2 separate regions of the Callithrix jacchus genome follow, and region 2 is linked to region 1. The links are chromatin contacts, called in public Hi-C maps. All regions are on one chromosome and are shown on one strand. The core of a region is the stretch at or near the end of the contact, and the rest is flanking DNA. Distances in the headings are between cores, read along the strand shown.

What was found. Hi-C and Micro-C count contacts between places; a contact is called where the count stands out from the background.
Region 2: a contact with region 1 is called in a Hi-C map of skeletal muscle, with 2.5 times the contacts expected there. The contact joins two enhancer-like sites. A contact is called at or near these places in 2 of 3 Hi-C or Micro-C datasets (both in skeletal muscle).

Annotation. Positions count from the first base shown.
Region 1 is chr4:14,275,282-14,282,241 of calJac240_pri, reverse strand. All of the region lies in intron 6 of ATXN1 (ataxin 1), which reads right to left. All of the region lies in intron 7 of LOC144576580 (a long non-coding RNA gene), which reads right to left. Among named protein-coding and RNA genes, the nearest start is that of GMPR, 240 kb to the left of the region's middle. Within about 2 kb of position 4,176, at least 3 of the 16 cell types and tissues checked have an H3K27ac peak or open chromatin away from gene starts, as enhancers often do. A contact at or near this core is called in skeletal muscle, where this site is marked.
Region 2 is chr4:14,351,570-14,358,529 of calJac240_pri, reverse strand. The region is part of intron 7 of ATXN1 (ataxin 1); the gene reads right to left. Among named protein-coding and RNA genes, the nearest start is that of GMPR, 170 kb to the left of the region's middle. Within about 2 kb of position 3,854, at least 3 of the 16 cell types and tissues checked have an H3K27ac peak or open chromatin away from gene starts, as enhancers often do. A contact at or near this core is called in skeletal muscle, where this site is marked.

The DNA.
Region 1 (6,960 bases), core at 2,927-5,426:
TGCCTGCCTCCTGGGTTCAGGCAATTCTCCTGCCTCAGCCTCCTGAGTAGCTGGGATTACAGGCACCCACCACCATGCCCAGTAATTTTTTGTATTTTTAGTAGAGACGGGGTTTCACCATGTTGACCAGGATGGTCTCGATCTCTTGACCTTGTGATCCACACACCTCGGCCTCCCAATGTGCTGGGATTACAGGCTTGAGCCACTGCGCCCGGTCTACATCTAATCATTTTTTATATTTATGGGCTAGAGTGTGATGTTTCAATACATGTATGTATCATGTAATGATCAATTCAGGGTAATTAGTATATTTCTCACTCCAGACCTTCATCAGTTCTTTGTTGTGAGAACATTTAAATTCCTCTTGTTAGCTTTCTAGAGTCTTTCCTTAAGAACCAAAGAAGAGAATAAAAGCCTCTATAAAATTCAGCTCTGTTTAAGTCCTATCTTTCAAGTAACTAAAAAGTTGAATACTAGCCCCAATAACTGGATCCATAAACAATTTTTCAATACTAATTCTGTTAGCCAAAGGGATATGTGATAGAGAATTTTCCACGCTGGTCCTGGATGAACCAGGATGGTTCAAGATGGTCCTGAACCTGCCAATTCATGGTACAATTTTGTACTGTAACACAGCCAAGGAGAAACAGTAGCATATCAGAGCCAGGTCAGTGAGAGCTGACAGTTAAACTTGAGAACCAAGCGTTCAACATAGCCAATGTTAAAAATTAATTTATATAAACTTATGGTTTCATAAATTATATTAAAAACTCATCATCATTTTCATTATTTTACTCGAGTTTACTATGATCTGTATGACTGAGGTTAATGCCGTCTATTTGTATGGTGGATATAAAGTCGTGCACCGCATAACAACATTTGGGTCAACCACGGATTGAATATGTGGCAGTGGTCACATAAGATTATAATGGAGCTGAAAAATTTCTATCGCCTGCTGACACCGTAGTTGTCTAATGTAACAGTGCAATATGTTATCATATATTTGTGGTCATGCTGCTATAAATAAACCTCCTGCACTGACAGTCCTATAATTGCATGTGCCTACTGACAGTATAGCACGTGCAATAATGCATAGTACATAATGCTTGATAGTGAAAATGAATGACTGTGTAACTGGTTTGTGTATTTACAATACTACACTTTTTATGGTTATTTGAGAGTGGACTCTCTGTACCTTTAAAAAGTTAACTGTAAACAGCTTCAGTCAGTTCCTTCTGGAAGTGTTCCAGAAGGAGGCACGGTTATCACTGCAGATGATGGCTCCATTCACGGTGTTGCCTCTGAAGACCTTATGGATGATGCAGACGTAGAGGTGGAAGGCAGAGATACTGACCACCATGACCCTGCGGAGGGCTAGGCTAATGTGTGTGTGGGGGGGCTTAGGTTTTCAACAGGAAACTTAAAAAAAAAAAACAACTTTTTTAGTAGGAAAGAGCTTATAAAGTGGGTGTAGTGGTGCACACCTGTAATCCCAGCATTTTGGGAGGCAGGAGGACAGCTCAAGCTCGGGTGTTTGAGACCAGCCTGGGCAACATAGTGAGACTCAGTTTCTGCAAAAAGAAGCTTACAGAATAAACATATAAAGAAAGAAAATATTTTTGTTCAGCTGTACAATGTGTTTGTATTTTAAGCTAAATGTTATTATGGAAGTATCAAAAAGTTTTTTAAAATTAAAAAGTTTAGAAAGTAAAAAAGTAAGATGAGAGTAGTGAATTTATTATCAAAGAAGGAACAATTTAAAAAGCAAACTTAGTGTAGCCTACGTGTGCAGTGTTTATCGAATCTCCAGTAGTTACAGTGATGTCCTGGACCTTCCCGTTCACTCAGCACAACTCACTGTCACACACAGCGGCTTCCAGTCCTGCAAGCGCCATTCATGGGAAGTGTCCTAGGTGTGCCCTTCTTAAATCTTTTCTACTGCATTTTTACTGTACCTATTCTATGTTTAGATGAACAAATACTTACCATTGTGTTACAATTGCCTACATATTCAGCACAGTAAGGTGCTGAGTGTTATAGGCAATTGTAACGCAATGTCCAAGTTTGTATCCTGGGAGCAACAGGCTGCACCATATAGCTGAGATGCGTAGCAGACTCTACCTTCTAGTTTTCTGTAAACACGCTCTGTGATATTTGTACAAGGACAATGTAAGGATCCACTTCTCAGAATGCATTCCCATGATTAAGTGATGCATGACTGTCCTGTACGATGGTGTGCTACCACACATCTCTTTGTAATCTCATGGTTGGTAATGTCACAGTGGTAGTTTGAGATTAGTCACAGTGAGAGTATTTATATTATAGAAATCAGCAAATGCTGCAAATCAGAAGTCCTGTGATTCCTGAGCCAGTAGCTAAACTTTCTTTTTTTGAGATGGAGTCTCTCTCTGGCCCCCAGGCTGGAGTACAATGGCATGATCTTGGCTCATTGCAACCTCCCCCTCCTGGGTTCAAGTGATTCTCCTGCCTCAGCCTCCTGAGTAAGCTGGGATTACAGGTGCCTACCACCATGCCTGGCTAATTTTTATATTGTTAGTAGAGATGGGGTTTCACCATACTGGCCAGGCTGGTCTCAAACTCCTGACCTCAGGTGATCTGCTCGCCTCAGCCTCCCACAGTGCCAGGATTATAGGCATAAGCCACCATGCCCGGCCACCAGTAGCCAAACTTTTAGCAGCACACTACTGGTATCTATTTTAAGTTTTCCTTAAGTGAAACAGAACGAGGGGAGAACAGTAGGACTAGTCAACTTCCTATAATTACATGTGCAAGTACATGCCACCAAGCCATATGCCCCCAAATCATTACTGTCCAGACTTTCCAATCAATCCATTGCTGATTTACTACCTCTATTTTCTGCTACTGAAATCAGTCTGACTCAGAAAAATAATTGTAAATGGGTTGGCAAAAACTCACACAAGAACACTATCTTCAAGAAAAAAACACCACTGGATATTTGTATCATCCTTCATCATGTCCACAGAATTTGATAAATTGTCTCATTCACTCCTTGCAACCATTGCTATGGTGAGTTTCGCTGTCCCTGTTTGACAGGTGGGGTTAGGTGATCTGTCCAAGGCTGCATATCTAACAAGTTGCATAGACAGGACTCAAAGCCAGACATTCAAGTCTTGTATTCTTCAGACTCTACCACAGGGTATTGCTTTTACGCCAATCCGTCTCTAAATGGGATTTTTTTTTTCAAAAGATCAGCATCTGGGTTCACTTCTCTCTCCTTCCCTCAGTTAGTAATGCAGCCAACTTTGAGGCACACACGATTACGTTTTTCAATACCAACTCCCACAGCCAAGCTCCCTTCCTGCTTACAGGCAGAAATTACATCCCCACTGCAATGTCTTAGATAAATCAAACCCAAACACACTTCCACCTGAATTCCTAAAGATGGCCTAGGCATGTGCCCATCATTAGGAAGTGTTTTATACTTTGTATCTCAGTTATTCAAACCCAAGGAAAAGCCAGAGGCATGTAATTTAAATCCAAATAGAAGTAACAGTGAATAAAGAAGCCAGGTTCCTATCCTTAACAGTGAAAATAAATATATATGTTTATGTGTGTAGCATTTACACACACACACACACACACACACACACTCCATGAGGGGGAAAACAAACTACATTTACACACGTGTGTATATATATGAACATGTGTGCATTCTCTCTATACACATACGCATCACACATACATGAGTTTTGTGAGTATGTGTGTGTCTAGTTTGTTTTTTGCCTCCTCCAGGAGTTACACAGCAAAAAAGAAGAAAAAACATCCCTGCCCTTTATCAGATATGTACACATCTTATCCTTGCAATATGTCTGAAATGATTTTATGACTAAATCCTGGGAAAAATGTGAAGAATGCTTGGCTAGATGGCAAGCTTTTCCAGTAAAAACATAACACTGCTTATGAATTGTAGCACTTGGAGAAGACTTTTCAACATGATGTACATTTTTGTTCTAGCTTGAGACTAAATCCTGTTGGAGGTAGGTTTTCTTTGGCTTTCAGAGCAAGCTGAACCGACTGTACAACACAGGTCTTCAGGCCCTCCACACGGAGGGGACAATGACATGCAGTTCCATTAAAAAGGCCTCCGTCTCAGGACTCTAGCCAGTGTTAAAACCTTCCGATGTTTTCTCAACACATTAAGCAGAAATAACCATCACAATGGCAAAAACTAAACCCATCTGTCCCTTTGTCAGGATTTTTGAGACTGTCAACAGACTGACCTTGTGGCTGGAAAGCTTTTTGGAAAGTTGTGTAACCAAAGTTAAATGTGGCAGTGAATGCATACAGAGAAATTCTTAGAGGTCACTAGCGAATTACCAACACTGTCACCCAGGGAAGAGACGACGGAGTTTCCATTTTATCTCGGAGCTTTGCTGGGTGTATGGTGATGACTTAAAATGATGTTAGGCTACGTAGCCAACAGTTTCTTGGAAAGATCTTTCTCCCTGCTGTTCTATTAAAACTGTCAGCAAATAGGGCCAAGGCACTCACTGGTCTGTGTGGAGGACACCTTAAGGCAATCAGGCTGTCAAATAAAGCCAAACACTTTCTTAGCATTCCTAAAGATGGAAACAGTGCAAGGTGTGTCGTGTTCCAAGCATATCACAGTTAAGTCATTTCTGCCTCATGGTTCTAGAAGACAAGAGGTGGAGGTGGTAGCAGGCGGGGAGGGGAGCCACGTAATTCTCCTTCTAACCCTTTGGCTCTCAACCAGAAGCAATTGTGTTCTGCAAGGGACACCTGGCAGTGTCTGAGGATATTTTGGATCATCACAACTGCCGGGTGCTACCAGCATCCAGTGCACAGAGGCCAGGAATGCTGCAAAACCTCCTACAGTGCCCAGGACACCTGCACCTGTCTCCTTCTCCCCGCTTCCCCAAATAGGATGATCTGGGCCCCAAATGTCAATAGTTCTGTTGAGATTCCCTGCTCTAAAGGGAAGCAGAAAAGATCAGCTGCAGCCAGAGAATTTTCCATTGACCTTCTAACTGTTGCCTGGGCTCCTGGAGGACATCCTCTGAACATGCTTGTTTCCTTGACCTAAACGTTTGCCTCACCATGGTCCAGAGCCCAGCAGCATCGACATCGCCAGGGACCTTGTGGGACATGCAGAATCTCAGGTCCCACAAAGATCGACAGAACCAGAACACGCACTTCCACCAGAACGCTGGGGGCTTCCTAGACGCTTAAAACTTTCAGAAGCCCCAGGTAGACGTCTTTCACCTTAGGTCTGTTTGCCCTTCTACTCACTCAGTAGTAATTATTTCCACTCTGCCCTCTGATTACACAGATCTAGTAAAAAGTAGCTCTCCTCTTGCTTCAGCCTTTTCTCAGAACATTCTCTCCAACCCAGACTTTAACCTTGGCTCACTGCACAGACCCCTGTTTCTCCTACAGCAAACCCCTGTGCAGGCCTCCATGGCTACCTCCTCTATCCTCATTCGAAAATTCCTTCTTTTCTGACCACGTGGCCATGCCCAGACCACATGGTCATTGGCTTCCATTTATTATTGCAAGGTACCAGTTTTCAAGCTGGTTCTAGGTACCTGGGTCATGGCATTCCTATTTGACCTCAACCCAACCGTGGAATTCTTCAGTGACCACGTGGATGACATCTTACCCCAAAATTCCTGGTTCCTGAACCTTTTCTACAACGGCAACCACCACCCTCCCCTTCAGAACATTGATGTGTTCAATGAATACTAATGTGTCTCTTTCATACCTGACTCTGTGCTAAACACATTAAGATGATTACCATATTGTCCTTGTTCTCAATGAGCTTACAGTCTAGAAGAGGGAGGGAGGGAGAAGTATTTGGCACTAGAAAAAGCTTCAAGAATTATAAGCCAGAGAAAAGCTCAAAGAAGGTCATGGTGTATTTTTTGGCCATTTTTACTGTGAGCACTCCAACCCAGTAGTTCCCACATGCTGGTCTGAGAACCAGGGCCAGTCCAGGGAAATGAAGAAAAATAAAGACAACAACACAGTAAATGTATGATAATACTACATTTCTAGGATTCATTCTGATAGATTATTCTCACTTTGGGGATGTTAAAATATCCTTTCCGTTTAAAAAAGATCGGAAAATTTATTTTAAAGTGTCCAGTGTTCTTACATTAAAAGAAAGAGTTGACATACATAGGCTGGTACCCCCTTAATTTTTTAAAATTCATCCCTGAAATCTAGAAGTGGCTTTCCAGGTCTACATGGGAGGCGCTTGTTTAGACCAGGGACAGTCTGGTTGCAGCGAGGGCTGGCAAGACTTGCTTTGAAGCCACATTTGCCTGGCTCTTTACACAACATGGGAAAGTCATAAATTGTTCTTAATAAAAGATTCAATGTGCCAAGTCAAGCAGTTAAATGCTCTTGGGGGCCAGGCTCACACCTGTAATCCCAGTGTTTTGGGAAGCTGAGGCAGGAGGATCACTTGGATACTAGGATGTCAAGATCAGTCTGGGCAACAAGGTGAGATGTTTGTCTCTACAAAACATAGGTTAAAAATTTAAGAAAAAAATAGCTGGGTGTGGTTGCATGTGCCTGCAGTCCCAGCTACTCAGAGGCTGCTTCAGAGAGCCGTGGCTAGGACTCTTAGTTGGGGCAGATGAAATGGTTAGAACAGCAACAAAAACCAAACTTTGGTGATTTTGCCTCCATTGGGAAGAGTGCTCCTGGTGGACAGGTGTTGAGTCTCAAGTTAAAGAGGAAAATAATGTTGACTTTTAGCTCTTCAGTTCTCAGTAGCAGTTGCAACAAAAGTACCATGTTTAAATCTCATGAGTGTAACTGAGTATTCTTCCCCTTTAGGGCCAACAGCTCTGTCTCAGGGATCACTTGTTTCTCAAATCTCAGGCTGCTACATTTTCTCAATCACCAGTTATATTAGCTGTTTTCATGTTGCTCATAGAAACATATTCTCGA
Region 2 (6,960 bases), core at 2,605-5,104, 77 kb before region 1:
GTACTGTATTATAGTGTCACGCTGGATACACGACGTCACTCACAGCATGTACAATACAAAGAATGAACTGTCATATAAACTGTGGACTTTAGTTAAAAATAAGATATCAGTTCGGGCGCGGTGGCTCACACCTGTAATCCCAGCACTTTGGGAGGCCAAGGTGGGTGGATCACAAGGTCAGGAGATCGAGACTATCCTGTACTAAACTACAAAAAATTAGCCAGACATAATGACGAGAGCCTATAATATCCCAGCTGTTTGGGAGGCTGAGGCAGGGGAATCACTTGAACCCAGGAGACAGAGGTTGCAGTGAGCTGAGATCACGCCACTGCACTCCAGCCTGGTGACAGAACGAGAGTCTGTCTCAAAAAAAAAAATCAAATAATGTATCAGTGCTCATCAGTTGTAGCCAATGTATCACACCAATGCAAGATTTTCAAAACAGAGAAAACTGTTATGCGTGTGGGACCTCTCTCTACTTTCTGTAAACCTCAAACTGCTTTAAACAACAATGGTCTGAGAGAATCAAAATGTAGCTCTATGCACTTGTAGCACATAAAGTTTAAAGGAGAGCATTTTCCTTCTTTTTTTGTTTTTTGGAAAGGTACGAAGACCCACAAACAAAAATGTGGTTTCACAGAGTTTCTCCACTGGAGCCTTTCCAGCATCGGAACAGATGGGAGGTGTATATTACCAAGAACTGCAGCACAAGCCCAGCGCTGGGCTCTGCACACAGGGCACTCACCAACTATCTATTTTTTTTTTTTTTTTGACACATTAGGATTCATTGCCACCAGCTCCGCATATTCAAGGTTGGCAAGTGGGTCTGCCTTGGCTGCAAAGGAACTGACTCTACAGCCTCATGTACCACTTGCATGAGGGCCTTGGCTATTTTTAGGCACCTGCTAATCCATTCAATGCATAATGCTACTCACAGCCCACAGCAGTCAAACTAGAAAATACTAGAATGAAAGGAAAGCCATCAGTAGACACACAGTTAAGTACATCATGATAACAACTGCCGTACAAGCAGGCACACAGGCACACTGACACCCACGCCGGGACAGTTGGGAGGAGGAAATGGCACTGAATAGTAAGCAGACACCAAGTCAGGGAAGCAGTCACCTCGGGAGGCGCTGGGAAGCGACAGACGGCCCTAATAACACGCAGAGCCTGGCATTTAAGAAAGAAGCAAAGGAAGGTGTCAGCCCAGAGCACTTTACCAATACATTTTACAACTCCACTGAGCAAATGCTGTGCACTCTTCAGAGAAGCTGAAGCGAGGGAGGGTGAGACAGAAGGATGGGATAAGAGAGGACACGGCCAGATGGAAGCCACAGGATCCCCAGGTGGGGTCATCCTGGGCACGGCTGTCCCAGTGGGTACGTTGCTAACAACCTCTTGCAGAAGAGCCACCCAGGCGCCCTTGTTTTTGCATCACTTGTCTTACTGATCTGGAGGGCTGGAGCACCCATGCGTCCAACCCTCATGTCCAGCCCATGCTCGCAAATACGGATTGATGTGCACACACAGGCTGGCATGGCGTCATTTAGCCTTACAAACGGGAACAGCACGAGGGTGCTCTCCTCAGCCACTCGCAGGACTCCACCCTGAGGATTACAAGCAGGGTAAAAATTACAGGCTTACTGTGCTCATTGGAAAAGTTCAGCCTTCTTTCCTTCTTTTTTGAGATGGAGTCTCACTCTGTTGCCCAGGCTGGAGTGCAGTGGCACGATCTTGGCTCACCATAACCTCTGGCTCCTGGGTTCAGGCAATTCTCCTGCCTCAGCCTTCTGAGTAGCTGGGACTATAGGTGTGGGCCACCATGCCTGGCTAATATTTTTTAATTATTTAGTAGAGACAAGGTTTCACCGTGTTAGCCAGGGTGATCTCGATCTCCTGAGCTTGTGATCCGCCCGCCTCAGCCTCCCAAAGTGCTGGGATTGCAGGTGTGAGCCACTGTACCAGCCAAGTTCAGCCTTCTTTCTAGGCTTTCATCAGCTGCCTCTCCTTTCATAAACTCTTTTTTAGAACACACGGCCTTTTATTTATTTTTCAGCTGTGAATAATTTTCTCAGGGCCAGAGCCATCTAAGTTGAAGCAGGGAAGGGAAAACTACCTTTCTCAAGGTCCCAGAGCTACTGATGGGTGAAGGATACCTTCAGACTCAGATTTCTCCGTTGTCAGGTCCTGCATTTTCCAAGCAGCTAACCTACTTCTACCCAAGGAGGAGGCGCGAAGCCCCATCCTTCTTTTGAGTGGCACTGGCTCCCACGTTGATGCTCTCGCCTCGGGGTCCCATCTGGGATGCGCCACAGACTTATGAATAATATTAAGTGGATTATATTTGGCAGTGGGACTCAAGGGAAGTGATTCTGTCATCCTTTGGGGCTCTCAACCAGAATCAAGGCAGGGCAAAGCAGCAACTCTCTTTTGGGCTGGGGAACGTTCTGTCACCCTCCAATGAGGAGGAAGGAGCCTTCCTTGGGTGCATGCAATAACAATGCCTGACACCTGGCTCTCCCCTTTCCTCCTGCAGCAGCTGCGTGGGGGCCTCGGGGAGGCAGAGATGCTTTGCTGGTGCAGAGAAATGCTGCGCCGGGCAGGGCAGTGCCACAGAGACAGTGGCAAACATGAAAAAGCATTTTTATCCTGCACTGCCTCATCTGGAACGTTGGCTGGGACAATGCTGGAGGCATCTTTCCACAATCTTAATGAGGAATTCAGCTCCTTAAAAATAATCCCCAAACTCCACACCCCTCAGTTTTATAAGAGATGGCCTTAGTTCCCACGAGGTCTATGCACCGCGCAGCATGAGGTCAGTACGTGTCCATCCTAACGCCCTTCTTGGTTTTTGGTTAACTGACACTAATAATTTTTACAGGGGCTGTGCTATTATGGAAAGTATAAAAGTGAAGCATTAAAACCACAGAGGAGTCTAAAGATATTATCTCCTATAAAGAATCACATGTGGCCGGGAGCCGTGGCTCATGCCTGTAATCACAGCACTTTGGGAGACCGAGGTGAGTGGATTGCTTGAGCCCAGGAGTTCCAGACCAGCCTGGGCAAGAGAGCAAAATGCTGTCTCTACAAAAAATACAGTAAATTAGTTGGATGTAGTGGCAAGCACCCGTAGTCCCAGCTACTGGGGGAGGCTGAGGCGGGAGGATCGATTGAGTCCGTGAGGTTGAGGCTGCAGTGGGCCAATGATTCCACCACTGCACTTCAGCGTGGGCGGCAGGGCAAGACCCTGTCTCAAAACAAGCAAACAAAATAAACCCCACAGAAAACCAAAACTCATTTGCCTGGTTTAGAGAGGAGAGAGCTGCAGCTCAGAGAGGTGAAGTGGCCGCACACCTGGGTGTCTCACCACCCCACCATCTGACACTGTTTTCCCTGGTAGTGTTATGCTGGGGGGTCTTACGAGGTCAGTCATCCTCAGGACTCTGTTCATGTAGGATTTATGCCTCGAGTCACCATGCCATCTGTTTTGTAGAAAACCATCTCTTCTTCCACAACTTCCCCAATCAAATTTGTGATTTTGCTTATTAAGCTCAACAATTCGCACATTTCTGGATTTCTCTGTGGGTGGCTGTCAGCGATGCCTAACCAGTTGAGAAGCCCTGGAAGGTCCTTCAGGCTTGGGGAGAAAACCCCTCCTGGAGCACTGCGGACGGAGAGAAGGATGCAGCCTTTGGAATCTCAATTAAGTCCAGAGATGAGCTCTCTCTCTGCCTTCCAACTCCCCCTCTCTTGTTCTCTCTCTCAGTCTCCGCTGACTCTGAACCTGTCACTTGTGGCAAACACAGCTGGTGGAGTATTTTAGCTGTGATGATGTCAGCTGATTTCTGATAGGCTCCTCGGTAAAGTGACAAATCTGGTTGCGTCAGGGCCTTGCACTTTTGTTTCTACAGCGTGAAGCCCCAGCTGCCTTTTCAGCAGGTCTCAGTGCGCTAGCCTTTCCTTGCGGGAGCCCTTCCCAGCATGCAGCACAGCCACGCAGGGCTGACCCCACACACCTACCAACAGGCCCTGACCACACTTGTACCTGCTCATCGGCACCCCGGCTTCAGCAGAGAGACTCAGTGATCTCACTACAGGGAAAAACATGAGAACAGGGCTCTGACTTCACAGGGTAGCTAATTTCTCTATCATGTAATCATTAATTTTGCAAAGTTTAGAGTAGGGGAAAACACACCTAGATTCTTCCTGTCCAAAAAAAAAGAGGGCTGTAAGGGACTGGGCACGGTGGCTCACTCCTGTAACGCCAGCACTTTAGGAGGCTGAGGCGGCAGGGGATCACCTGAGATCATGAGTTCGCGACCAGCCTGGCCAATATGGTAAAATCCCATCTCCACTAAAAATACAAAAATTAGTAGTGGGTGGTGGTGCTTTCCCAAGTAGTCCCAGCTACTTGGGAGGCTGAAGCAGGAGAATCACTTGAACCCAAGAGGCAGAGGTTGCAGTGAGCAAGATTGTGCCACTGCACTCCAGCCTGGGAGTGAGGCTCCCAGTGAGACTCTGTCTCCAAAAAAAAAAAAAGAAGAGGGCTCTGGGGCTCTCGGAGCCTGCACTCTGCAGAGGCTGCCAGGTCTAGGAGGTGCGGGCCACAGCTGAAGTGACTGCCTTCATTCTCAAGCAGACAGAGATGCTGGCCGGCAAGGAACCATTTCTAAACAAAACCTCTTTTCACACCTGCCTCTGTTCACAAACAAGTTTTAAGGATTCCAAGTACCACGGCAATGACTCTTCACTGATGGGTTTATTTTCCATGTTACACCCGGAGTCTGTGAAGAGTCAACTTTGCTCAAGGCAGCTCATTTTCTTTCTCCTAGTACTTACCCCTAATTCATGCAGGAAGTAAACAGCAACTACAGAGGGGTAGTGAGCTCTATTTAGGCCATTAAAAAAAAATCCTGACTTTTTTCTTTTTTTTTGAGACGGAGTCTTGCTTTGTTGCCGGGCTGGAGTGCAGTGGCGCGATCTTGGCTCACTGCAACCTCTGCCTCCTGGGTTCAAGCGATTCTCCTGCCTTAGCATCCCAATTAGCTGGGATTACAGGCATGCACCACCATACCCAGCTAATTTTTGTATTTTTAGTAGAGACAGGGTTTCAGCCTGTTGGCCAGGATGGTCTCGATCTGCTGACCTCCTGACTCGTCTGCCTTAGCCTCTTAAAGTGCTGGGATTACAAGCGTGAACCACCGCCCCTGGCCAGTTTTTTTAAAATCAGATCTTTGGGGAAATCTTTCTTGGGCCTTTCCAAAGATTGTAAACCTACAGCGACATCTCACAATTACAAAAGAACTTGGGGCTAACAGCTCTCGGCAATGCAGGACCCCGGCTTGGTGCAAACCCTACATCCAGTCATTCACAAGCAGTTCTGGAAAAATAATTTGGTCCTTTCCTCACTTGGCCTTTTAAACAATGTTCAAAAAAGCCAGGCATGGGGACTTATGTCTATAATCTCGGGGATTTGGGCATCTGCAACCCTGTCTCTACTAAAAAGGCAGAAGGATTGCTTGAGCCCAGTAGTTTGAGACCAGCCTGGGCAACACAGCAAGACCCCATATCTACTAAAATGTTTTTTTCTTTTTTTAAATTAGCTGGGCATGGTGGTATGCACATGTGGTCCCAGCTACTAAGAAGGCTGGGGTGGGAGGATCGCTGGAGCCTAGGAGGTCAAGGCTGCAGTGAGCTATGATTGTGCCACTGCATTTCAGCCCAGGGGACAGAAAAACGTTGTCTCAAATTGTTTTTTAAAATGCCCAAAGCAATTCAAACCATTACCTAGTTTATCTTTTTTGCTTGTTTTATTTTATCTGAACGTCCAAAATAGCAGCTATTTCATGACTATTTTCAACTTGAGTTGGAAGGAGGCTCTGTCCCATTTGAGTGTTCTCAAATCCTAGATGGAAACACTGGTAGAGAGTGGCCTCCACCACCAGGGGGAGCTCTCAGCTGCAGGCTGAACCTGCTGGACGCCCAGCAACTTGGGCAGTGAAAGAAATGGGCTGTGGAATAAATTCATGGGGTCGAGCTAGGAACCTGGAAAAGGGTAGACGGAAGGAGCCTGTGTAAATTAAGAGAATTAACCACTCTTCCAGTTTCTCCCATGACTCATCTTGGCTACAGCTGACTTTACCCCAAGCCCAGCAGGTGACCTGGGACAGCCCTGACTTCTCAGATTGTATTAACCATGCTTTTATTTTCTGATGCTTTGATATTTTAGTGTCTTGTGGACCCCAGAGGTATAGTCCCTTCTAGGGTTAGCTAATTCCTAGAGATTTCAAAGAACTCACCGGGGAGCCTGACTTTCATATGCAAATCAACCAGCCAACCAGTGCAGCGCCCACGCCCCAAGTGCCCCCTCTATTGGCCCATTACACTCAGGGCTGCTTTCTACCTGTCTCTTTCTTTTACATGGAGTCTCTGTCGCCCAGGCTGGAGTGCAGTGGCCCGATCTCAGCTCACTGAAATCTCTGCCTCCCGCGTTCAAGCAATTCTCCGGCCTCAGCCTCTCAAGTAGCTGGGCCTACAGGCGCATGCCACCACGCCTGGCTAATTTTTGTATTTTTAGTAGAGATGGGATTTTAGCATGGTGACCAGGCTAGTCTCAAACTCCTTACCTGTGGTGATCCACCCCCTTCGCCCTGCTAAAGTGCTGGGATTACAGGTGTGAGCCACCGTGCCCGGCCTTTCCACCTGTACTGGTCACCCCAGCACCAACCACCAGACAACTAGGGACAACCCCTAGGCCCAGGGCACACTGGATTCGTCCACTCTAGCCAATCCTAACCCTGCTTACCCTGCACCCCACAAAACCACAATACAGGCTGCTGCTTGCCACGTTTCCCCTCACTTCCTCTACCTCCTGACCCACGTGGTGCTTCCCCAGGTGGCCCCCACTTTATGGTGTTGAGTGCCCCTTCCTCTTGGGATCAGAGTATAACAAACTAT